2 separate regions of the Sus scrofa genome follow, and region 1 is linked to region 2. A link is a contact called in public HiChIP or PLAC-seq data. All regions are on one chromosome and are shown on one strand. The core of a region is the stretch at or near the end of the contact, and the rest is flanking DNA. Distances in the headings are between cores, read along the strand shown. Region 1 has its middle 5.3 kb from the start of FAM129B. Region 2 overlaps LRSAM1 (E3 ubiquitin-protein ligase LRSAM1).

The links. HiChIP or PLAC-seq counts read pairs in DNA pulled down with a chosen protein or histone mark.
Region 1: a contact with region 2 is called in an H3K27ac HiChIP or PLAC-seq map of alveolar macrophages. The contact joins two enhancer-like sites. A contact is called at or near these places in 3 of 5 promoter capture datasets (fetal liver, fetal skeletal muscle and liver), 15 of 47 Hi-C or Micro-C datasets (blood, brain, embryonic fibroblasts and 10 more) and 1 of 2 datasets of contacts at active chromatin or transcription factors (alveolar macrophages).

Annotation. Positions count from the first base shown.
Region 1 is chr1:268,068,629-268,073,946 of Sscrofa11.1, reverse strand. No RefSeq gene overlaps it. Among named protein-coding and RNA genes, the nearest start is that of FAM129B, 5.3 kb to the right of the region's middle. Within about 2 kb of position 1,671, at least 32 of the 83 cell types and tissues checked have an H3K27ac peak or open chromatin away from gene starts, as enhancers often do. A contact at or near this core is called in alveolar macrophages, where this site is marked.
Region 2 is chr1:268,000,056-268,005,373 of Sscrofa11.1, reverse strand. It overlaps LRSAM1 (E3 ubiquitin-protein ligase LRSAM1), which reads right to left. Exons shown (of 25, transcript XM_013993869.2): 20 at 3,831-3,926; 21 at 1,902-2,000; 22 at 941-1,072; 23 at 1-36. Among named protein-coding and RNA genes, the nearest start is that of RPL12, 38 kb to the right of the region's middle. Within about 2 kb of position 3,838, at least 7 of the 83 cell types and tissues checked have an H3K27ac peak or open chromatin away from gene starts, as enhancers often do. A contact at or near this core is called in alveolar macrophages, where this site is marked.

The sequences.
Region 1 (5,318 bases), core at 422-2,921, 71 kb before region 2:
ATGACAAGTGCCGGGGGGCTGCTGGCTGCTACCATCATTTCATCAGGGCGATTTGTCACCATGCGTCAAAAGCCTCAAAAGGAAGTTTATGGCAGCTGTTTCACGTCTGGAAACTTATCCTTAGGAAATAAGAAAGTGTCCAGTTATAGGTAAAAAGTTTAGTGGGTCATATAACCACCACAGTCATTCAAAGTGTGTAGAATGAACAATTCATTAGCGTGGAGAGATGCTCTTTTTTTCTTACGGCTGCTCCCGTGGCACAGGGAAATTCCCAGGCCAGGGATTGAACCCAAGCCTCAGCTGTGCCCTACATGGCAACTCCAGATCCTTTAACCCACTGTGCCAGGCCAGGGATCAAACCTGCACCTCCTCAGTGACTTGAGCCGCTGCAGTCAGGTTCTTAACTCACTGTGCCGCAGCGGGAGCTCCTGCTCATATCACACTGCTAAGGGAAAGACAAAAGGGGGTGAGTGAATGGTGGGCATAGCGGAGAAGCCCACTTTATGTCTGAGAACTGGATGTGCGTGTGGGACCGGGTCTGGAAGGATGCAGTGTATAGCATGGCGTGTTACGGTTCTGAAGCTGGCAGAGTTGTGTGTGGGCCTTATCTTCGCCTCTTACTTGTTGTGTGACCTTGGGGAGGTCACTTCACCTCACCGAGACCGAATTCTCTCTCCTCATCTTAAGATGAGGGTCCCCCCAAAGGGCCTCCTTCACAGAGCTGTGGTGAAGATTCAACGAGGCAGAGCTGGGTACAGGCGAAGCCCACAATGAATGGGAACTCCTATGGTCTTTATCATCTTGTTACTATTATTTGTCACCCCCTGCCTGTTGTCTGGCATTTCAACATCACTTTGTCTGACTTCGGGGCTGTGGCGTTCAACTGGGCATCATGACCTGTGGAGGTGGTGAGCACCCTGTGCCTGGAGGTATGCAAGCAGAGGCTCTGCCTGGCAGAGACGCTATAGAACAGACTTTGCTATCAAACGGGGAGGGCAGTTGGTGTGGCCACGGCAGGCATGAGCCTAGGCCGGTGTACGAACCAGCCTGCTGAGTCCCAGGACCAGGTGGGTGCCCCCTGTCAATTTCCCTGCAGTGCCCACCACTCACCCAAGCTCCCATTATGTCGGACACTAGGGATATGGAACAAGGCCATCGCTGTTCTCAGAAGGGAACAGTAATGACACACAAAGTAATTATAAAAGTGCTGATTGTGAAAAAGGAGAAGTGTAGTGTCCGGGAGAGGTGGGAGTGGAGGGGTCCTTTTGGCTGAGGTCTGAAGGGTGAGTAGTGCTGGGTGGGGCAAAGCCGGGAAAGGGAATCAGGATGTGTGGGAGCCGAGGAGGATGGAGCAGGGCTAGTTTGAGGATGTGAAAGGTCACTATGACTAGAGAAGTGCCAGGGGAAGAGGCACAGAAGAGGCACTGGCAGGACCCCTAAATGCCATGGCTAGGGTTTGACTTAACTCCAGGCCAGTGGGAGCCACAGAAGGCTTGAAGCAGGGGACTGGCACGGTCCTATTTGTGTTTGGGAACAATCCAGCTGGCTGCCCAGTGAGGTGGAAGGCAGGGAAGCCAGGGGACGGGAGGGCATTCCACCAGGCTGGCAGTCATGGAGCCTGGACTTGGGTGTGGTGGTAGAGCTGGCCACCAGGGGGAGCAAGAAGGGACTTTAGCTGCCGGAGGCCAGGTGGCAGATGGAACCTGGCCGGTGAGCTGGGTCTCCTTCCATCACCCCACAGTTAAGAAAGAGGGGAGGTCTAGGCGGGGTGCCAGGGTCCCTTGCAACAACGGGCCGTGCCAACTGGATCAACAGTGGTGGACACATGATATTCCTTAAAAACAAGATCCTGATTCATCCACACTCCCTGTTGTTTACCTGAGGTGTTTGTTTTTTTCTCCTGGGCTATTTCAGGTCTGACAGGTTTGTGGGGAGGGCAGAGCTGGGGCTCAGAGCCAACGGGGAGGGAGAGGGGCCAACCAGGCAAGGAAGGGACCTCCCCCTTCTTACAAGACCAGGAAGGAGCCTGGCCTGGACCCAACTATGTGTTCTGGGGCAGATCCCGTGCCTCCTCCAGGCCTCTGTCCAAGCTCTGGCTCTGACCTTCTGGACCCTCCCTTTTCCAAGTAGAGTTTTCTTCTCCTTCACCTTTGGGTTCTTATTTCTAAACATGCTTAAGGGTGGGGTGGGTGGGGAGGGGTGGGGCAGCCCTGCAGGGAAGAGGGTTGGCAGAAGCCACTTCCTGAAGGCCTGAAGAATCAGGAGCTGTAGGTGGCATCTTCCACCTGGAGGTGGGGGCGGGGCAGGCGCAGCAGGTGGGCAGGCGGGAACCCTTCCCTCTGTGCTCCAGATCTGGACCGTGTTGTGTCCACGTGCCTGTTATCTTCCACCAGGCTCTGGGGCCTGGGCCAAGGAAGGGGTGTGGGAGAGCCTGGTGAACAGAGATGGCATCCAGAGCCCTAGAGAAAGAGCAGAGACCATCCCATCCCCCGCTGCTGCCTGGCAGAGTTGAGAAATCCTTCCTATAGAAAGAGCTTTCAAAAGTGAATAAGGGAATTCCCGTCGTGGCGCAGTGGTTAACGAATCCAACTAGGAACCATGAGGTTGCGGGTTCGGTCCCTGCCCTTGCTCAGTGGGTTAAGGATCCGGCGTTGCCGTGAGCTGTGGTGTAGGTCGCAGATGCGGCTCGGATCCCGCGTTGCTGTGGCTCTGGCGTAGGCCAGTGGCTACAGCTCCAATTAGACCCCTAGCCTGCGAACCTCCATATGCCGCGGGATCGGCCCAAGAAATAGCAACAAAACAACAACCAAAAAAAGTGATTAAGAAAAAAAGATAGACATTCCACTAGAAAAGCAGAGGATAACAGTAATAACAATAACAACCACCCACAAATAGCCAATACATGTATGAAAAAAGTCTTTAATTTTTTTATGTAGTTCTTTTAGGGCCACACCCGCAGCAGATGAAGGATCCCAGGCTAGGGGTCGAATCAGAGCTACAGCTGCCAACCTACACCACAGCCACAGCAAGGTGGGATCCGAGCTGCGTCTGCGACCTACATACACCACAGCTCACGGCAATGCCGGATCCTGAACCCACTGAGGGAGGCCAGGGATCCAACCTGCAACCTCATGGTTCACTAGTCGGATTCATTTCCTCTGCGCCACGGCACGAACTCCAAGCGTCTTTAATTTACTCAGAACTAAAACCTGAACGCCCAAACGGCCTCCGGTATAAGGGCTGAGGTTCCCTGGCTTTTCGAGTGAGAAATTTTCCTGACGTCTCACTTCTCGGGATCCTGTCCTCTTCCTCACGTGGACTGACTATAACCATTTTTCTTTCCTTTAACAAACAAATCATTCTTCCCCCACCCAGAGGTCATGACTGGCCAGATTTATTGCTTTAAATTGGTAGAGAGTTGAGGACTTTGAAGGAATTTTACAATCTTCCCAGAATAAAGTTAAAAATCCCACGTACTGGACACTCGGGAGCCTCCCATCTGGTGTCCCCCACCCCACCTCACCCCACCCCCCGCCCCATCCACGGCAGGTGCCCTTCTCTCCTCTTCCCTACAGGAGTCCGGGAATAGCTGTCCGGCCCTGGGGTCCATCAGGGTTCATCTCCCTTTGCCTTTGCTCCGATTGACCACTTTCCTGGCATGCCCTCGCCATGCCCACCAGGCAATGTTTAAGTAAGGATGCTAAGGGCAGACAATGGAATATCATCTTTAAAAAATCCTCATACTTGGTGATTCTTCCAACAAAGTCATTGCAAGGACTCTGAGATGAGGCAGGCTACGTCTGGTATGATACCTGGATGTGGTACCTGCTCCGTAATATGTAGCTATTCCCGGATCTTCATGGAGCAGCTTTCTTGCCAGTCAGGTCTCAAAGTGTCACCTCCTCACAGAGGCCCTCCAGAATCACCTTCCTAGGTGATACCCCCACACCTGTCACTCTAGCCTTTTTTTTTTTTTTTTTTACTTTTAATTAAAAAATTTGGGGGGTGTTCCCACTGTGGCATGGTGGGTTAAGACTCCAACTGCAGCAGCTTGGGTTGCAGTGGAGGTGGGGGTTCCATCCCGGGCCCAGTTCAGTGGGTAAGAGGATCCGGTGTTGCTGCAGCTGTGCCTCAGATTAAATACCTTGCCCAGGAACTTCCATAAGCCACAGGTGCAGCCATAAAAAAAATTTTTTTTTAATTACTTACTTTTCGTTTTTTGGGTTTTTTTTGCTTTTTTTTTTTTTTTCCTAAGGCCGCACCCACGGGCATATGGAGGTTCCCAGGTTAGGAGTCGCATCGGAGCTACAGCCACCGCCCTACACCACAGCCACAGCAGCACAGGATCTGAGCCACCTCTTCGACCTACACCACAGCTCACGGAAACACTGGATCCTTAACCTACTGAGTGAGGCCAGGGATTGAACCTGCAACCTCAAGGTCCCTAGTCGGATTCAATCCACTGCGCCATGACAGGAGCTCCACTTTTTGTATTTTTAAATCCTATTTCATTATCTTTTTTTTTAATTTTTATTTTTTATTATTTTTTTTTTTTGTAATTTTTATTTTTTAAGGTTTTTTTTTTTTTTTTTTTTTTTTTTTTTTTTTTTTTTTTTGCTTTTCTAGGGCCGCTTCTGCGGCATATGGAGGTTCCCAGGCTAGGGGTCTAATTGGAGCTGTAGCCGTCAGCCTACTCCACAGCCAGAACAACTCGGGATCCGAGCTGCGTCTTCGACCCTACACAGTTCACAGCCACACTGGATCCTTAACCCACTGAGCAAGGCCAGGGATTGAACCCACAACCTCATGGTTCCTAGTTGGATTTGTTTACCACTGCACCACGATGGGAACTCCCTATTTCATTATCTTAATGCTTAGCACTCTCTGGTGCCATCTTATTTGCTTATCGTCTTTCTCTCTCCAGCACAAGACTATAACCTCTGTGAGGGCAGGGATCCTATCTTTTGCACTGATGTATTCCCAGCACCTACAACAGTACCTGACACAGAGCAGGTGCTCCAGTTTCTTTTGCTTTTTCTTTTTTTTTGGGGGGGGGGGGCGGTGGGTCAGGCCTGTGGCAGGGATCAAACCCACACCACAGCAAAAACCGGACCCACAGCAGTGACAACACTGGATCCTTGACCCCCTGAGCCACGAGAGAACTCTTTCATTTTTTTCTTTTTCTTTTTAGGGCTGCAGCCGCAGCACATGGAGGTCGGCTGGCTAGGGGTCGAATTGGAGTTATCGCTGCCGGCTACACCACAGCCACAGCCACACCAGATCCAAACTGCATCTGTGACCTACACCATGGCTCATGG
Region 2 (5,318 bases), core at 2,589-5,088:
GATCTGGTGCTGCAGGCCGGCCTCAGAGACGCCCACCTGCGGCAGACCAAGCAAGGGTGGCTCACGGCCTGGGCAGGGCAGGAGCCCACTGTGCAGCAGAGCTGCCGGACTGTCTCCCCCCCAGGCTCTGGCCCCATGGGCTGGAAACATGGAGGCCTGGGGGCCCAACAATCAGTGCAGGAGAGTGAGACGCGGAGGCCCGGGGACAGCAACACTAGTAGCAGCTGCAGCTTAGCAAGTGCGTTGCCTGTGCAGGGGCTGCGCCAATAGCTCCCCCTGCATGACTGCACATCACCTGTGATGGCCAGGAGGGCAGGACCCTCTGTCACAGTGCTCACAGGTGGTTCACACAGAGGCCAAGCTGCTGAGCCGTGGACACACCAGAATCACAGTCCCTCGGCCTCTGCAGAAAGAGCTCCTGAGCTTGGGCAACACGGCCCGTGTAGCCCTTCCGAGCCCTCGCTGCCACGAGCCAGGCAGATTGGTCAACAGCATGGACCCCAGCACCAGACTGGCCACCCCGGCTGGAGTCTGGGCTCTGCTGTGTGACCTCAGGCAAACTGCCACCTTGCTGTGTCTCGGTTTTCTCATCTGAAGAATGATGACAGTGATGGTACCTGCCCGTCCAGGCTGTTGGGAAGATGCGGTGAGTTGGTAGGTGAAATGTGCTAAGAGCAGTGCCTGTACATCTATGGAGTGGGGAGGGGGCTGGACCAGAAGACCCCCAACCTGTCCAGCTCTACGATGTAAAGAGAGGGAGGGAGCGGTGGCAGGACCCACGACCCAGGCTCTCTGAGGGGCAGGCGTTCTGGCCATCTGGAAGCAGGTGCCTGCCCCCAGGTGATGAGAGCAGACTGCATGAAGAACAAGTCTCCCCTTGGCCAGGTGGGGCCAGGGCCCTGCCTGCCTCCCTCACCTCCCCCAAGGGGCTGCTGCCCACCTTGGCCAGGTCCCGGGGGCCCATCCGGCTCAGCATGTCCAGCGAGATGCGGTGGTGGGCGAAGATAGGCAGGTAGTGCTCCGCTGACAGTTCCACCAGCAGGGCCACCAGCTGGCGCTCCAGGCCCTCCTCCTGCAAGACAGACCCATGGGAGAAGCCGAGTGCACCGCAGGCGGGAAAAGACAAAAAGCCATCACAACAGCAAACAACGGGTGGGCATGCACATAACACGATCTGTAAAAATGCAGTCTACATACAAAAATGGATCTGTAAGTGCATAGAGACAGATACACGAGGAAATCAGTTCACTGCCACTCCGTAAACTTGACAGTGTAAGCAGCTTAAGACTCCATCGAGGAGCCTCTGCTGTGGCACAGTAAGATCGACGGTGTCTCTGCTGCAGCAGGGACTCGGGTTCGATCCCGGGCCTGGTGCAGTGGGTTGAGAACTTGGGACATTGCGGCAGCTCCAGCTTGGATAGGATCCCTAGCCTGGGAACTCCATATGTCACAGACGGCCAAGAAAGAAAAAAAAAAAAAAAAAAAAAAAATCCATCAAGGGGACTGTTGTGAATGAATGGGGGCTCGTCCAGATCCTAAATACTGTGCAGCTGTCTGAAAACCAGGAGCTCTACGAGCAGGGCCCGTCACTGCTGTTAAGGGAAAAAAGGAAGTTGCCAAAACAGCAGGTTTAGAAAGACTCCTTTTTTGTAATAATAAAGTGTGGGCGAGGCGTGGGGTGGGGAGGGGGAACGGCATCCATCCTGCCCACAGCCCGGGGCTGTCGTCTCCTCTCCGCAATGCCGCCCCCTCCCCCATTTCTGTCCCCAAATGCCTAGCACAGGACCTGCTACCCTCGTCAGCCCAGGAGGAAGGGAATTCCACTGGTCAGATGAGGAAGCAGGAAGCAAGACGTGGCTGTGGCCTGAGGCTCCCACAGGGGCAGCGTCACCAGCCCTCACCTGCAGCTTCAAGGACAGGGGTTTCTGGTTCAAAAGCCGCTGATACTGAATCAGCCAGTAATTTTCCTGCTTGCTCTCGCTTTTGGCTTCTAACTCCATCTGCCAAGAAGGAAGCAGACATTGTTCAGTTGCAAGTCGGTGGATAACCACAAAAGCGACAGTGCTGCTCCTCTGAGCACATGGACGGACCTGGCGTCTTACAGGGAACTTTCCGGCCCATCACTGTCTAGACCATTGACCCGGGAAAGGCCGGAAGCATCGTCCCCCCACTTCACTGCTGAGAACGAGCCCAGACACGCACACCTCAGGGGGACGGGAACCCGGGCTGCTGGCACCTGGCAGCTCGCCCTGGGCGTCGTCACTCTTGGGGGACACCTTGTGGGAAGAGCAAAGCACCAGGTAGCCGTGTCCTTCCCCCAGAAGGCTCGGGCGTGTCCTCTGGGTGCTGGGCAGGGAGAAGAATAGGATTCTAAGGACACCTTCGGCGTCCAGAGGGAGCTTTGCTGACCTGACATAGCGGGAGAACCATAAACATGCTATTCAAACCGACTCCCGATTCCGTCACTTCAGACACCCCCGAGCATCGTTCTGGGCCAGGCTCGGTTGTTGGTGCTGTGGACAGAGCAGTGACAAACCACACTCACAGCAGCAGCAGCAGCAGCAACGTCAGTGTGCTTGGGTCAGACAAGCTGTGTACTGGGAGATGCCGTTTTACTTAATTCTTACAATTCTGTGAAGTAGCTTCTGCTTCACAGGGAAGAAACTGAGTGATGAGCACCGGGTGATGAGCAGCCGGCTCAGGGTCCAAGAGCTGCCCTGTGTCAGGGTCAGGACTCAGACCCAGCTCTGTCTGGCTGGGAGCCTGTGCTCTGAACCCCCGGCCGCCCAGCCAGGACTGGCCGCTCGCTGGGGCCAGAGGTGATGTGGGCAATGCGGGCATCTCCTGGTCCCCAGCGGTTCCTCCTGGACTGTGCTCAGCCAGCTCCCCTTTGCTGGTCCCTCCCTGGGCTGCAGACACGCCTCTCTCTGGGAGCCTATGACCCCGATGGTCAAATCCTGCTGAGGTGAGACCCGAGCAATTCTGCAGGCAGGAGCCCAGGGCCTGGCACGGCGGCCCCGGCACAGCGCTCAGGGCGCAGGTCACATGTTAATGCAATTTCTGGGCGAGGGCAGTGAGGTAGCGTGAGGAACAGGCAGCTTCCGAGTGGCACCAACACGCCATCTGGGCTCATGTGGGGCTCGGGAAGAAACTGGCTCACTGTTCTCCTTCCCTGGCACAGGGCCTGGCCCATGGTGAGGCTCAGAGGACATGTGGGGCAGTAACAGTGCCGTGGGAGAGACTGGGTCCTGACTACTGAGGTCACTCAGGCTTCGGAGGAGGTGACCCCAACCTGCACCCTGATAAGGCGCCAAAGTCAAACCCATTTGGGTCCAGGGGACAGCTGGGCAATGCCTGACAGAGGCTTATTAAGTGGTCTGCCCTGGACATGGCAAGTCCTCTCCTGGGCACCTGTCCTGGGTAAATACCCATGGGCTGATCTCAAATACTGAGGTGCGGAGATAGAGAGCCTTGCTTATTAAAATTGAAAAATGGGAAGTATGCTCTGTAATAGGCCCAGTGAGGGCCCATCTCAATGCAGCCACAGAAAGAATGCAGAGGTCGCACAGGACAGGAAAGAGCAGATGCCAATGAGCTGGTGAGAAAGTTCTGTGTTATAGGCGCATACATGCATCTCGATGTCTGGAAAACGGATGTCAAAACATTAGCAACAGACAGCTCTCAGAAGTGAGATTACTTTCCTTTGTACTTTCCACTTTTTCTCTGATGAATAACTATTACTAGAAAAACGAAAGTGTTGCTTAAGAACTACAAGAGCGTTTAGGGAGCGCAAACCCATGCACAATGCCGGACGCGGAAGCCAAACACACCAGGATCTCCCGAAGCTCCTCCTCTCGCTGCGTCTTCTCTTTGAGCAGCTGCTGGAGCAAGGAGCTCAGGGCCCAGCGCTGCTCCGAGATCATTTCCTGCAACACAAGACCACACCCAGTGCTGGGGGCCCATGGCACCCGGGCCCCAGAAGTCCCTACCCGAGCTGGCAGAATCCCCCTCACTCGGCTCGAAGCTGGGGGCCCACAGTGGGCCTTACTCCATCTGAGGCTCGACCTCAGATCTCAGGCTGAGAGCTGGGGGATAGAGTGGGGAGGACCCCTCTGCCCGGGGACCCCCTCCCTACCTCCTCCCCAGCCTGCACCTCCCTTCCCGGGAGGGGGAAGGCCAGGCACAGGATCTAGCGATGATGACAGTGCAGTGATGAGAAATATCAAACAAAGGAGATGACGAGGTGCAGGTGCCTGACTTCGGTCTCACTGACTGCGGAGCTCGTGGGCAGAAGCAAACGGCGGGAGGGTGGGGGAGCGGCCCCGCCCCCGTCAGGAAGGCGCTACCCACATGGAGGAATGGGCAGATGGGAGAGCCCTTCTTTGTGTCCATGTTCCGCTCTTCTCTTCCTCTTGGAAACCCCGTGGAGGCTCCGAAAATGGGAGCCCCCACCCCGGCTCTAACAGGCAGGAGACATGAGCTTCCATCAAGCACGTGGTGGCATCTTCTGAGAGCTACCCCCCCACCCCACGGCTGAGGACTCTGCACTTGCTGCTCGCTCCTCTCTGATGGCCCCACGACACAGGCTGAGCCCGGAAGCCTATTCCCATGTCATGCAGGGGAGACATGGAGGCCCAGAGTGACCTGCCTAAGGTCACACAGGGGCAGACCTGGGACCAGGATTCCAGATCCCGGCGTTCTTTTCCGGCATCAAGAAGCCCGTGAGACAAATGAAGACTTCTCCACTAGGACAGACACAGGGACGGTGACAGACAGAAGGCTCTGCTCAAAAGCCTGGTACAGGGCACATGGCCTCGCACACCACTGACCCAGACGCTCTGCGTCCAACTGGGGAGACGAGGTACAGAGAAAGGAAAGGGCTGCCCCTCTGTCCCCTACCCGCCCAGGTCATCGGGCTGTGCTGACTGTGCTGGGACAACCCAGACCCAGATCTGCAGTCCAGAACTGTCTGCTGGTCCCTGCTGCTCCGCATGTCTGTGAGCAGGACACCCAGGCTGGGGACTCACAGAGCAGCTGCCTGCAGGGGTGACACAGTCACAGCTGGGCCCTCTCCTCTAGACATCCTTCAGACACCAAGAAAGCTCCTTCCCCAGAGGATGCCAGCCCATGAGAACCAGCACCCCAGAAGCATGGCTTAGACAGACTGGAAACTCAGTGTGACCCAGCTCCAAAACAAAGAAAACGCAGAGATGGAGATGCAGCCGGGGTGAGCCTTGGCAATGAAACCCTCCTTCCTCTGACCCTCCTGCCTAGCAACAGGCTGACCCGCCTCCTAACCTTGGCCTGCGCTGGGCTCG